Linked DNA regions of Zea mays: region 1 is linked to region 2. The links are chromatin contacts, called in public Hi-C maps. All regions are on one chromosome and are shown on one strand. Each heading gives the region's core, a stretch centred on a gene start, on an enhancer-like site or on the middle of the called end of the contact. The rest is flanking DNA. Distances are from core to core; before and after follow the strand shown.

Region 1 (2,774 bases), core at 243-2,742, 510 kb after region 2:
GTAGGAAAATAGAACAACAACTTTTCAGTATATAGAGGACGACTACCAAACACTGTATTGGTTAATTAGCAGTTAGTGGTACATCTAGCTATATTCGCTTGATACAGTAAGCCCCAGGTGGTTTGACAAAATTAAGAACTCAGGCACTCAGCCTTGCGCTAAGAAATTTGTATCCGATGGGCCCGTGGATCCTCCAGATTTTAAGAATCCAGATAGAAAAAAATATCACAATCCTAAATTCTCATCCGAACGGTCTAGATTTTACATGGATTTTAACTAGCGGATTTTTAGGATCTCGAAATCCAATAAAACTGTTGGGATTCTTTTTATCCGGATTCTCAAAATCACTTGGTATCCAAATGGCGCCTAAAATTATCATGAATAATCTCGATTTCTATATATAGAGGATTACCAAGCACTGTCCTGGTCTGGTTAGTTGGCACTACTTCTAACCATGTTTCCATGGCAGCAGGCCACAGATAATGAGACAAATAAAGAATTAAGCATTTCACTGAAGAAAAATCATATTTGATGTCGAAATTGCCTCACTAGTGATGAAAAAATAAAGAGTATCCATGTCTCCTAAAAAGTTGATTTGCTTAGAGGTAACTGAAAGAAAGGGTTTCTATTCATTCACACACATGGCAAACCGACAATCATCAAGATCCTTCGGTTATCCAACACATTTTGCCTATTCGAATTTCCAAATCTTCTTTTAAGGCTTCATGGCTTGATCCTTTGTTACCCAATGCAACACATCCCTCAATATAACTCCCTAAGAAATTCATGATCTTTTTATTGTTTATCCACTCATACCTTTCTGATTAGAAACAATCTCACGTGCACCCAGTGTAAACCAATACCTTCCGCCGAGGGCGACAGCTGTGCCCGTGCCGCCGACCGGGAATTCCGATCTGATCCCCTAGCAGCACCGCCCCCGGCCGATCCCACCTTGCCCGTCTCCGCCACCTGCGGCGGCGTCGGGGGCGGCGAGAAGGCAGGCGGCTCCTTGAGCACGGCGCGGGCGGCGGCGAGGGCGGCCGCGGCGCGGTCGATGACCTGGTTGCGCTGCACGCGGTCGCGCTCCTCCCGCGGAACCCGCAGCATCTCCTCGAACCGCGCCGTCCGGCGCCGCACGTCCTCCACGGGCGGTGCGGGCGCGGGCGCGTCTGCCTCGGCGGGGGGCGCCTGGAGCCTGCGCGCGAGATCCGCCGACCGCCGCTCCCGTTCCACCGCCTTCTTCCACATGTCCAGGTACGACCCGCCGCCGGCGGCGGCGCGGAAGCGCGCATTGCGGTGCTGCGCGCTGCCGCTGGCTCCTCCGCGGCGGCGGAGCAGGAGCAGGCGGGGCGCGGCCGAGGAGACGGATGCAGCGTTGGAGGCCGCCATTGTACCTCGGGCTCTCCGCTCCTGTCTATCCGGACGGGTCGGGGTCACGGGGAGTGTGCGGGGGTGTGGAGGCCGAGAGGATCAGAGGAAGAAGAAGAGTGTGGACTGTGGACGTGTGGTGGAGGGGAAAACTGGAAAAGGGACGGGTGTGGCCGGCCGTGTGGGTCCATTGACTGCTGACGTGGAAGCGAGCAAGTGGAGGAGATTGTGGTTCGTGTCTCGGCGTCCCACGTGTTGTAAAGGTGAAGTTGCTTTTGGACCACTACTAGATGCTAGACCACCAATTTCCTTGGACCGGATGATTTTTCAGCATTTGTCACCGACTAAAATGCATATTTATCCTTAAACTTGGTATACTATATCACTTAGATCCTCAAACTCTCAAAACCAATAAAACCGGTATTTGGACTTAGCTAGCCATTCAAATTAAATTTATTCAAACCAGATGATAGCGTGATGTGCCACATTAAAGTCATTTGGGTCCCCGGATTTAGCAATGTTGTATCACTCGATGCTTAAACTAGACATTTTGTATCACCAGGGTCCCGAATTTTCATTATGATTAACCAAGCTTGAGGATTGTTTTGCTGGTTTTTGAAGTTTGATAATCCAAGTGACCCAACATGCCAAATTCAAGGACCCTGTTGATGTATTTTACTTTTTGTCGCCCTAGAAAAGTCCAAAATAACAATTTTTAACAAAAGTTAAATGCATTCGTGCCCTAAACTTGTTAAAAGATGTTACTTAAGTCCACAAACTTTGAAAATGCATGTCTAGATCCTTGAACTTGTTAAGTGATGTACGAGACATCTCTAAACTTGTAAAGATGGTCATTGCTAGGGATGGCAGTGGGTACGGATATGGGTAACCGTTGGGTACGGATATGGTGGAGTTTCATATCCGTGGGTACGGGTATGGATACTATATGATATCCACGGGTAATAATTTCGCGGGTATGGATATCGGCTATCCATATCCGTCACCCGATGGACATATGACATGTGGACCCAAACAGTGGACGCATCCTAGATCCCAACGGCCAGCGTCCAGCCTCCTTGGGGCTTGTACTTGTTCACTGAATCACTACTTCGCGAGGTCAGCCGTCAACGCATCAGCAGCAACTAGCAAGGCCGCCAAGCGGCCCAGGACCCAGGCCAGCTCCAAGCGAACAACCTACGTACGACTCTATACCTCTCGCCCTCTGAGTCTCGCGCGGTCAGTCGGTTTCTCTCTCAATCTATCTTGTCTCCAAGTTTGTAACCCTAGCCGCCAAGCTTGAAGCTCCAGCCGTGCTCGTGTAGGGCTGCAGGCCATCTGGGCTCCGGCTTCCAGCATCCACCAGACGTCCTTAGAATACGGTGCAGCGAGCAGCGAGCAGCAAGTCA
Region 2 (3,065 bases), core at 236-2,735:
ATGCGAAACATGGATTTCACAACAAGAGGACACAACGTAAGTGAAGGTTCTGCAAGATGATTTAGGCCCAGTTGTTCAATTAAAAAAACATAAAAAAAAAACTAGAGAGATTATGTGACAGATACCTCAAAACGCACAAATTATCAATTTATTAATGTGGCTACCACAAGAATGGGTACGTAGTATGTTCGAAGATAGCACATTGGCTGGACCAAATCCCAACTGAAATGCATGGAGACACATGCAGAGTGATAGGTACAGACAGGTCTTAAACAATAGAAAGCAGTTGGCTCATCCACATGCTGCCACAATAAATAAATCAAGAAATGCTAAACGGCTCAATACAGGACACGTACAACTAAACATATTGACTCTGTATGTAAACAACAGTACGTGGCAGTTAAAAATGGAAAACATTGATAAAACAGAAAACTGTTTGCACAGACAAAAGGAGGCCCCCTCATGCAGGGATTGTGCATCAGGCAATTTGAAAGCAACCACCCACCCATACCACTCACTGCCTGCAATTAGAAACCGGGGCAAATTCTAACATAAGTTTTCAGAGCCCATGGGCCATGAGTCCATGACATGAAAAACATATCCTGAATTCTCACAGGAAGCAGAGTTAATTTAACAATCTGACAAACATATGCATTCCCCAGAACAGTGGAGTATCACAAATCCATGACAATTCACCCATACTAATAAATACTAGATCGGAAAGCAGATGACTCGTAGGTCACAAAAACCACCAGAATTACACCACACACCGCATTCCATTCGCATCGACGATCCACATCGCAACAGGAGACGACGCAACGAGAGGGAGATGAAGAGGAATCGATTGTCCATACCGAGGGTGGTGGAGGCGGAGACGGCGATGCTGAGACTGCAGCAGAGAGTGAATACGGCGAGCAGGACGAGGTTCCTGGGGTGCTTCTCCCTGTACTTGAGCATGGGGAACATGACTGCACAAACAAAACCGCGATCGGTGGTCCATTCCAAAACCTAGGAAGGGAAGGAACGGAAGGTGAGACGCGCACCGATGAGCGGGGACAGGAGGATCGCGATGTACGTGGACCAGACGGCGGCGGGGGGGCCGGAGGCGAAGAAGCGCGGGATCGGGCGGACGAGGCACGCGGTGGCCGCGACGGCCGCGGTGAGCGCGAACTGGAGGGAGAGAATGGCGTACACCTTCCGCACGAAGGCCCAGCGCAGGCGCGGATCCTCCTCCTCCGCCACTTTCTTCGCCGCGGGTGCCTCCTGCTGCGCCGCCGCCGCCGTTGCAGCCCCGGAGCCCGCGGGCACGGCCGCCTCGAGGTCGCAAGGCGCCGGGCGCGTCTCCATTGCGCTCTGTCGCCGGTCGCCGGACGCTGATCGCCTCGCTCGCTAGGGTTTGGTTCGCCCGCGGTCGGGGTTTTCAGGAGGAGGGAGGGAGCCGGTAGTGGATGGATAGTTGTGGTTGTGGAGCGAGACTGCGAGCGGCAGAGGAAGCCAGTGGGGGAAAGATGCGAAAGCGGCGCTTAAAAGCCAGGGGCATCGGACGGGTCGGGGGTTTCCAGTTTCCGCGGCGGAGGCGGGGCCCCCTCTCTCGCGGACAAGCCGACGCGACGCGTGTCTATGGGTGGACGGATCTGTTCACGAGCGCGTCGCGGTCTATAGATGTGCAAACCGCCGGTTTTGGCCGGCCACGGCCCGGTCCATTGGTCATAAAGCCCATGCCGGCCTGGTCTGACCACACCGTACCGTTTGTAGGGAAAAAAAATGCTATCCATATCGAACGCAAATTTATTTAGTTGCAGTCCTCGCATTTACCAACAATAGGCACCTATGGATATAGGTATGGGTATAAGAGTGGAAATGGATGTCTGGACATTTAAATTATCCATATTCGTATTCGTTGAATATATAAATATAGATATCCGTACTAATATGGATACTGAAATAGGTATATCCGTATCTGTTGCCAAATTCGGATCTGTATTTGGATACAACAACAATATTGTGCTTCAATCATATCACAATAGCAAGCCACGATCTAGGTAATGAGTTTTCAATTGTTGCCATTTTAAGTAGTTAAGAGTACTGAGTTCAAGTATTGCACACGTAAGCAACATTACAACAACAGGTGATGAACAATAACTTCCCCAATTTTAGCCCCCACTGGTATCAAAATGGGGGAGGCCATCCGTCGAGACCTTATGGAGTTCAAGTAAGCCACACATTATAATTATAGTGATTCTAGTAAAACATACTCAAACTAGTCAAACATATTCATAAAGTCTAGCAAAACATAGATCATTGTTTTAATTTTGAACAATTATAACTAAGTTTTTACATTTGTCCTCCTACTAGATATATTCTAGCCAAACTTTCTTAAACTAGGCAAATATTGTACGCTGCATCTAAACTTTAAGTTATCTCATTTGACCTTATATGTATATTTCACACGGGGATTGATGGCATAAGGGCCTCATAGTTACCATATCAACGTGTAATTGTTGCTGATTGCATATTTTGGGTCTATGTAGTCGGACTCGAGAGATGCTAGAATTGTATTTATAAATACAATCTTTGGTGACCCTTCTGGAGGTAGCGGCTAAAACTCCAATCACCCAAGTGATGAACACTGGACATTCGATTTTACGTAACATGTACGGCTAGTATTTTAACTTGAACTATGAATATCTATGTGTGATGTTTGATAGGACAATTTTGATACGTGCAGATGGATATTTATGAATGGACATCTAAACTACATCGATGATGCATGAGTTATGAATGAAATGATAGTGACCATTTTTTATGCTATGAATCAATGAATATTATATGATTTATGTTGAAAAATAAATTAAAAGTAATTATTGATGGTGGCTGAAATAGTTATGGAGTGTTTGGTTTGAGAAATGATATAGTTCATCATCTTCTCACTCCTCACTTTTTTGTTTGGTTTGTGGAATTGAGTGAGTTAATCCATCACCAACTCATTCCTTATAGTTAGTTGTTTAGTACTAATATGTGGAATGGAGTCATCCCACCAAATTTGAGGAATGAATTCATGATGC

The links. A called contact is a pair of places that touch in the nucleus more often than the background predicts.
Region 1: a contact with region 2 is called in a Hi-C map of endosperm, with 4 times the contacts expected there. The contact joins the promoter of LOC103654538 here to the promoter of LOC107403147 in region 2. A contact is called at or near these places in 2 of 25 Hi-C or Micro-C datasets (bundle sheath and endosperm).

Annotation. Positions count from the first base shown.
Region 1 is chr4:208,701,269-208,704,042 of Zm-B73-REFERENCE-NAM-5.0, forward strand. LOC103654538 reads right to left here and starts at 1,493. Exons shown (of 4, transcript XM_008681374.4): 1 at 864-1,493. The coding sequence starts at 1,389. It overlaps LOC103654539 (a long non-coding RNA gene), which reads left to right and starts at 2,368. Exons shown (of 2, transcript XR_002268880.2): 1 at 2,368-2,604; 2 at 2,691-2,774.
Region 2 is chr4:208,193,107-208,196,171 of Zm-B73-REFERENCE-NAM-5.0, forward strand. It overlaps LOC107403147 (Bax inhibitor-1 family protein), which reads right to left and starts at 1,486. Exons shown (of 4, transcript NM_001321409.1): 1 at 1,044-1,486; 2 at 855-968. The coding sequence starts at 1,347.